Regions from separate parts of the Mus musculus genome. Here region 2 is linked to region 1. A link is a contact called in public Hi-C data. All regions are on one chromosome and are shown on one strand. The core of a region is the stretch at or near the end of the contact, and the rest is flanking DNA. Distances in the headings are between cores, read along the strand shown. Region 1 overlaps Slc1a2 (solute carrier family 1 (glial high affinity glutamate transporter), member 2). Region 2 overlaps Slc1a2 (solute carrier family 1 (glial high affinity glutamate transporter), member 2).

Region 1 (4,089 bases), core at 548-3,047:
ACTGAGAACAATCATCACAAAATTAAAATGTTTCTAATGCACTGGAGCGAGGGCAAGAGGAATAGAATGGACCTTTGACCTTTAACTGAATTTCTCAAATGGATTCAATCTCAGGCCTCATAGTTAAGGCTCCGAAAAGCAGTAAGATCGAAAGAACATACAGCCCATGACTGTTTTCAGTTAAATTCTATGAAAAGTCAAGTCTATAAGGATGTAGTTAAAGTTGGAAAGAGTACTCAGCCCACATAGCCAACTTAACTGGGAGAAAGAGAACTTGAAGAGTGAATCTGAAACCAACTGTCTGTGGATTAAATTCACTAAAATGTATGCCACACAGAAAAGTAACCTGGCACACAAGAAGTGCTTTGTAAAGAGTAGACCTTTTGCTGTTGCTATCACTGTTATTAGGAGGCTGTTCTGACTCAAAACCTCTAAATACTTTGCCACATTTAGACAATGCAGATTAAATAGACAATATACTGCTTCTTTTCTTTCTTTGTTTTTTCAGTCATAAACCTCTAAGAAAGCAAACTCCCAGAGCCAGGCACCCCTGCCTCTGCCACACTCCCTGGGAGCGACCACCTAGCAATCTGGGAGCTCAGATGACTTCACTTGAGGCTTGAGAAGATGCCAAAGGCTCTCCGTGAGAGCCAGCCCAGAGAGACAGACATTCGATCGAGTTTTTCCAATGAGAAGCATATGTCCAGGGTACACACACACACACACACACACACACACATGTATGGAAAGAAACAATGTGAAGTACATTTTGTCCCAAGAACTGATTCATACTTATCCTTTGAGGACTAACTTTTTCACTTAAATCCCAGGCCAATGGAAAGATGGTTCTGAGAACAACTTCTGGGCAATCGATCATCCGAGTGGCAGTTGCCAGTGGGAAACATAAAAGTTGGGACAAGTCCAGGTGTCCACGGAATTGTTTAAATAAAATTGTTAAGACCAAAGGGCCATTGATCGCCTCTGTTTTTCCTTTCTATGACCATCTCTCTAGAAACATCAAGTCAGTCCCACTCAATCAGCCAACACCGTGGCCTGCATGTTCTCGCTAAGTAGGGTTCATTATATTGTTAAATAGGCACAAGATGATTCCAAACAGTGTATGAAAGGTCAGATCTGCTATGAGTCACATATTTCCATAACCTGTCTAAGCATATCATGTAATCCCTTGGCTAGCTTTTGAAAACCCCAAGAGCTCACTGGCATGATAAGACAACCCAGTTAGCAAGCAAGCAGGCTCTCTACTATAGCTGTTCAACATAAGATGCCAATACTCTTGACCTCTTCAGACACAGAAGAGAGGCGCACACTTGAATTAAGATGACCCTGGCTCTCTGTATGGTTCAACTCCACCTAAAGGTTCCACAGAAAGGCTCTGGAATTTTCCTTGGTTCTTGAGGCATAGCTTTGGCCCTGATCAGCATGCACACTAACCTTCTCTGAATGCTGTGCTCCTTGGGCCTCTTCATGGACACATTCGGGAGGCTTAAGTCTAGGTGACCTCTTGGTTAAGGAGTTTTAGTTTAAATCCCAGCTAATCTGCGCTGCTGCGGGGACTGCTCTGATCTCTTGACACATCTTAGTTCAAGTCTACAGAGAACAGCAAAGTCAGTGCAAACAAAAAAGTGTTATCAGGTTCCCCCATTTCCTCTCCTCCACACAGTTCTCCTCCACCAGCAGCCCCCTCGTCTCCTCTATCAACAGAGTCCTAGCAGAGCCAGTGCCTCTCCCTGCAGAGCCAGGGCTAAGGCGGCTTAGTGGCTGAGAGTCCATCCCAGGTGGGCACGCCCTGCTTGTTTGCAGTGCTCTGGGTATTTTTAGCATCTGTCTATAGGGAAAAGGCTAAGCCACACCGCGTGGCTGTTATGCTACTAATGACACCCTGAGCTCCAAGAAGCAGCAGTCACGGCAAATACTGACGCTTCAGGTGCAAGAAAACAACACTTCACTGAAAAATCACACCCTTGTGGGGGTGGGGGAAAGAAAAGTTCATGAATTAAGCTTCCACGAGGTATTACATAGCTCTGGTATAAGTTACCTAACTGTGGGAATTTCTGAGTAGTAGTTACATGTATTCCTCCTCTTTCTCTCTTTTGTTTTCTTTCCATTCCTTTCCTTCTGCTTCCCTTCCCTATTGTCTTCTCAGCATCTCTTTGGAGAACCACCCATCTCTACACGCTCCATGAAAGTACAAACAATAATCCATATTTAGCCAATCGGAGTGAACGTTTCCTCACTGGTTACACCAGGAATGAATGGAACTGGAGTTCACCCAACTAGAATCTTCCCTGGGGGCCTTTCTGGATCGTCAGAAAAAAAAAAGAGGCAGTTTTCATTGCTGTAATTATTAACTATGAAGGCACCGTATGCCTTGAGCTTGACCCATCATTGCCTGGAACAAAGATAACTCAGAACCAAGCTCAGCTAAGAGACTGAGTAACAGATTGGCCCCCCAGTCCTGCTGCATCTAAATCCCTGGAATTCCTGAACACCTCAGTGAGACTCAGTTACATCAGCCAGTAAGACTCCTTCCTCTTTCCCTTTGGCGTGGCACCAAGAATACTTGAAGAAATCTGGATATAGGGCTGTCGTTAAATGTTTTAATTTTTAAAAACTTTAAAGCAGAGAGACAATAAGTAACCCACAAATCTGTCCACTGATTTCCACTGTGCTGGTTCAGAGGCACCCAGATTGCCTTTCTCTCCTACAGAAAGTGGGAGACCATAAGCTCCCTTTGGCACTTCCAGAAAATAACAGGCTCCACGGCACCATTTCATTGGCTGCCTTTCCAAGAAAAGCTATGTATCCCTGGTGGCCTTCAGGAGCTGCACACAGAGGGTGAGAATGGGATTTTGCACACAGACCCTTCAGGGAGGGGAGATGGCTATGATGATGAGCAGAACAATATGACAGATGACAGTGGCCTGCACGCATCCTCCAACCGACTCACATTCTCTTAAGGTTAAATGCTCACCACAATGGGCCCATTTGATGGGTGGAGACAGTGCATTAGCCAACATGCCCAAGACTGCACAGCAAGTGGGATGTGAACCAGACTTAAAAGGAAAACATTTGTGCCACAGAGGATGTGTTCAGCCACCGGGTTGACCTTTCTATGGATTCACCTGCTCGTTGTGGCCCTGAGCAACCTTGAAAGTTTTCACCACAACAGAGAGTCAACTTCTCATGAAAAATGTACCTACTATTTGTGAAAGTACAAATCATGCCTTCACATTTATCCTAAAACATAGACACCTACGATTCTGTTTCAAACATTTGAGATATCTATTTCCTGTGATACAGTACTGAGAGGAACTTAACAGGTTTGGTACAGGGGATTGAATTCAAGCACTCTTCCACCCAGCTATATCCCCAGTCCTTAAATATTCCCTCTGAACCTTAGCCTTCCATCTAACTCAGCTTTGACTGCCAGGACACTACAAAAGCTAAAAATCTACAACCAGCTGAGTTAAACACACAGAGGAGAGTGCACATACAGAAGAGATTCATCCGTGTGTCGAGCAGATAATGAGGTCTTAGAAATTACAGAATTGTGCAACAGTAGAGTACTTACTGAGTCAGTTACTTGAGCTATCTGTGACTTAAAATACATGTACACTGCCTGGATCGTTGACGATACATTAAGAAAGAATATAGGAGGAATGTATCTGATAGATTCCTAAATAAAATAGCACACTTCAAACAGCATGCATTCGTTTTTGTTGTTTTATTTTTATTTGATTTGGTTTGCTTTCATTAGGTTTGGTTTGGTTTCGTTTGGTTAAGCTTGGTTTGGTTTTGCAAGGTTTAGTTTGGTTTGGTTTGGTTTGGTTTGGTTTGGTTTGGTTTGGGGTGAGGTTTTATATATATACTTGACACAGGGTTTTACTGTGAGGCTCGGGTTTGCTTGGAACTTGCTATTATAGTACTGATGGTTAGTTTTTTTCATCAACATAACATAAGCCAGAGTCATCTAAAAAAAATAGGAAAGTGCAATTGAACAAATGTCTCCATCAGATTGGCCTATAGGCAAGTCTATGGAGCATTCTCTTGATTGATGATCAATGTAGG
Region 2 (4,089 bases), core at 894-3,393, 93 kb before region 1:
CTTCTTATAGAAAAATAAAATTAGAAAGGTCCATTGGGCAAACAAGAACTGGTGTCGGGAAACAGCAGTCAGCACCATTCCTTGATGCTGAAGGATTAACTGTTCAGTTGTATATGCTAACTACCTAAGGGGCTTAAGCAATTCTTCGTTCTGAGTTTGGTCAAGTTATTCATTGCATCATTAAGGACTGAGTTCCAAAATTTCTCAAATGTGTCTGTATGCTCAGGAAACAGTTGATACCCCAAATTGCTATAGAAATGTGTGCTCTAATTAGCTATACTTCTATCTATGTGGTTTTATAGAAAATATCATAAGAAAATATCTGTCTGAAAAAATTACAGATACCAAAGAGACTATATCAGCCTACTCTGAGTCTTTATGATTTTTGAAGAGTAGATACAAATGTGTAATGTTATTAAAAGTTAAATTAACATTAAAACTTGTAATATCCAGGACTATAAATATTCTCTGTATAAATAATAGCAAAGAAATTTGGGGATTTGTGGAAGAGAGAATGTAAGATTGGGCCAAACTAACTTTGTAGATTGGAGGTGCAATACTGATCAGAGGGTGATATGGTGTCCCTAGTAACATAGATTCATACCAGGAAGCTAAAATATATCTGCTGGCATCAAGATAAAATTAGATTCACAGTTTGCCAGCTCTGTCCTCAATTTGTAGAAAACAAATAGAAAAGAATATACAAAAAATTCTCCAAAAAGTAGGTTTGTTTTAATATATACAAATCTCTATAGTGACCAGCTGATCTGATCACTGTTGTGCAATGTGGGGGTGGGATGCTGAGATTTTATGGAGGAGGGAAGAAAGAGGAAAGAGTTGAGGTGGTTTGTAGAAGAATCTGGATACCGAAGGCTCTTAGAACAGGAAAGTGACCTTGTGGGTACTAAGCCACCCAGGAGCTGAGTTTCTGGTTGTGTGTATTAGGGAATTTGTTGTAGCATGGAGAGAACTTAGGGATCTGTTTGACCACTTCCTTGGCTGTAAGTGTGCCTGCTCTCCACGTAGGGCAGGAAGCCATTTCCAGGCAGGATAAAATGGTTGCCATAGAGAGAAACAAAGCCCAGAAGTAGCAAGGCTCTGACTGCATCATCCCCCATGTCCCAGAGGATGGTGATAAGGATAACAGTCTGTTGTTAGGTTCTAAAGCTCACCCAGGGGTTGGGGGTGTCTCCAGGGGAACCCAGATATTCTGCCACCCGTTGTCTGGGTCACGTGATGCCTCTGCAGAGCACAGGTCTGTTCCAATAGTAGATTTTATTCTCAGCCTAAAAATTCCCCAAAATACAATGAGAAAGACTTAAAAATACCAAAACTGGTAACTGGATCATAGGATAAGACAAGATTCAGCATAGAAAAAAAAAAAAAAACTGATCAGAAATGATTCAGAGTGTTAGTGTGAACCCAATCTCCCAGGACCTTCTGGACTTCTCCCCCTTTTCTGCAGTGACCTTAAGTAGGTCAATTAAGAAACATCTTTCTGCTCTCACCATAGATCTTCTGTCACCTTGAGAGGAGAAAAAAACCCAACCACCATCACCACTAACAATAATTAGCCCTTTCCCAACTGGCTATACTCCCTCAAATTTGAAGAGCTGAAATCTTTTCTGGCAATGAAGATGTTCACCACACTAAATACATCCATTTAACTCTGGTTGAAATTTGGTCAGAGAGCAAAAAATGCAAGCTATGACCTTTTATACAGAACCAGGGAAGGTTAGGTGCAGCCACCCTCTCTGCTGTAATGACTTAGACACTCTGTGAACATGGACGGACATGGGGCAAATGGGAAAACTCCGTTCTTATAAGTGACAGCATCTCTCCCAATGATGTGCTGTCTGTTATGCATGTAAATCAAGAGGAGAACTTTCTAATGAAATCAATCAAATCCTCTCTCCAGGGGGCGGGGGTGGGGGCGGGGGTGGGGGAAGGCGCAGAATGGATGTATACGTCTGCATGTACTTGGCGGGAAAGGTGTGTGGAGACAGTTGCTGTTGTGTAAATCTTGCACCAAATGTCAGGAGTGTTCAAGCTTGTTTGCCAGAGGCTCCCAAATTCCCACACAGGGTTGGCAATTAGGACTGTTTGGGGAAAATGATGTGGGCTGAGAATTTGGAGTGGGCTCTGTTGCTACAGCAGGTATGATGCAAGATCTCAAAATTCAGACTCCAGGTGTCTGGTCCCTCACGGTGATGTTGCAGAACATTTCCCTGAGCAAAATCACCACTTCCGTGAGAACAGTGAGTTTGGGGAATAGGGATTTTAACCAAAGGATATTTACTGATGTCTGAATGCTGGAAACTGGGTTACTGTGGCCACTCTCCAAGCTTGTAAAGTATGGAATGAATGGAAGCTTGAGTTGGAGTTTTCTCATCATGGACAAGGAAACACCTAAATTGAATATTCATTTTGTGTGTCTTTCAAACTTACAATATAAATAAGTCATGTTTGAGAACAGTAAGATGGAAGGAGATTAGAAAACTGCAGTTGGTCCAGTTCCTTCTCATTTCAGAAGGAAGTGCAAGAAACCTGGGCACACAGTGGCTGTGTGAGCCTTACAGCTACAGATGGGGAGTGTCTTAATCAAATGTTTCCTCTCCCAAGCCACGTTGTTTTTAAACATCTCTGTGTCATTGCCTGATTATGGTGTGAGGCGGTGAGACTGGCTATTACTGATAGTTAAGATCTCCTGTTATCTGCTTCCAAGCCAACCCCCTCTTAACTATTTGGCCACTTACTAAGCAGTCTCTTAAGCAATGAAACGAAAGGAAAGGGAAGGGCGAGGGCAGTGAACTGGGAAGAGAGTTTTAGGGAAAATCCTAAGCTGGTTGGTGTTCTTGATGAGACTTTATCTCACTCCACCCACGGAAAATTAGCTGTCACAGTTGCCACCTGGCTGGGTTGGCACTCAGTAATCCTTCTTTTGGGTTTAACCAGAGACTACTGTAGATGCGGTGACCATGAATCTTCAAGTGACAACTTGGTTTAGGAAACCCTTGCTTCAGACGCTAACCTTATCTCCTTAAGACCCTTGGACCCTGAAGCCCTGAAAGTATCCCAGTACTAGAAAATCCCATCTGGTCCTTCGTCCTGCCTGATAGATCATGAGTTCAGCTGCAGAATAAGCAGAAAAGAAAAAAAAAAAAAAGCAGGGCAGACAGATTGGTCCTTAAAGAGAGCAGCAAACCGGGCAGGTTGCCCCGGGGTTGTAACCACTGCCATTTTAGTCATCAAAGGAGGCCTGAGCTGCTCCGGCTTGTTTATCGGAGCCTGAGCATGCGAATACCTACTTGGGTTTATTGCTTTGTTGCATGAGGAAAATAATGCATAGGCAAGAGCCTAGACCCTGACAAAAGTGAACATTATAATAAGATTTTACTTCGGAGAACAAAGGGAAGATTACTCACAGCAGCAAGGCAGGGTTGGGTTTTCTTCTGAGGCCTTTCAACTCTCTGAAGGGTGTCTGACTACGTGCACTTCTATGTGCCATGATTTTCTAGCCATAGTTGACCCTAATCAGCGAACCACTGAGATCCCAGCATCCCCCAGCAGGGACTGATCCATAAACTGAATTCCTCATACACAGTTCCGTGCTTTCTTCGTTTTCATCTGGAGACATTCTGGAGTCCTTCCTTTGCTCTGTAAATGTCCGAACTAACTAGTGACTAGTGAGGAGAAAAGGCTAGCTGTCTTTTATAGAACATAAAACTTTCCACAGGCAATGAGGCCACACAGGCTTTTATTACCACCCCCCCCCCAAAAAAAAGCTCAAAAACCAAATCAGTAGTGATCTCATGGTCCTAAAATCACCTACAGGCCTTTACTGAGGTTTTGTGTGCTTAGGTCCTGATGGCTGCCTGGATTCTCTGGTGTCCCGCCACCCTCAGAAGCCCACAGTGAAATTTTACCTTCGAAACAACCATGCTGTTCACTGGCTGAATTGACTTTGTTGAGTTTTACTCAGCAGTTAATAAAATGATGATTTGTCTTACTTCTTATAGGGAAAGGACGAGACAGGGAAGATGAACGTCTGCTCACTTGTTTGTTTTTTCTGAAATGATTTTGATTCTT

What was found. A called contact is a pair of places that touch in the nucleus more often than the background predicts.
Region 2: a contact with region 1 is called in a Hi-C map of olfactory sensory neurons, with 3 times the contacts expected there. The contact joins two enhancer-like sites. A contact is called at or near these places in 23 of 484 Hi-C or Micro-C datasets (3T3-L1-derived adipocytes, the BV-2 cell line, LSK cells and 18 more), 2 of 115 datasets of contacts at active chromatin or transcription factors (CD8 T cells and bone marrow-derived dendritic cells) and 3 of 9 other capture datasets (adipose tissue, macrophages and pancreatic islet).

What each region holds. Positions count from the first base shown.
Region 1 is chr2:102,691,484-102,695,572 of GRCm38.p6, reverse strand. The region is part of intron 1 of Slc1a2 (solute carrier family 1 (glial high affinity glutamate transporter), member 2); the gene reads right to left. Among named protein-coding and RNA genes, the nearest start is that of Slc1a2, 35 kb to the right of the region's middle. Within about 2 kb of position 1,797, at least 25 of the 459 cell types and tissues checked have an H3K27ac peak or open chromatin away from gene starts, as enhancers often do. A contact at or near this core is called in olfactory sensory neurons, where this site is marked.
Region 2 is chr2:102,784,460-102,788,548 of GRCm38.p6, reverse strand. Slc1a2 (solute carrier family 1 (glial high affinity glutamate transporter), member 2) reads right to left here. Exons shown (of 11, transcript NM_001077514.4): 11 at 1-4,089. Among named protein-coding and RNA genes, the nearest start is that of Gm13872, 40 kb to the right of the region's middle. Within about 2 kb of position 2,143, at least 8 of the 459 cell types and tissues checked have an H3K27ac peak or open chromatin away from gene starts, as enhancers often do. A contact at or near this core is called in olfactory sensory neurons, where this site is marked.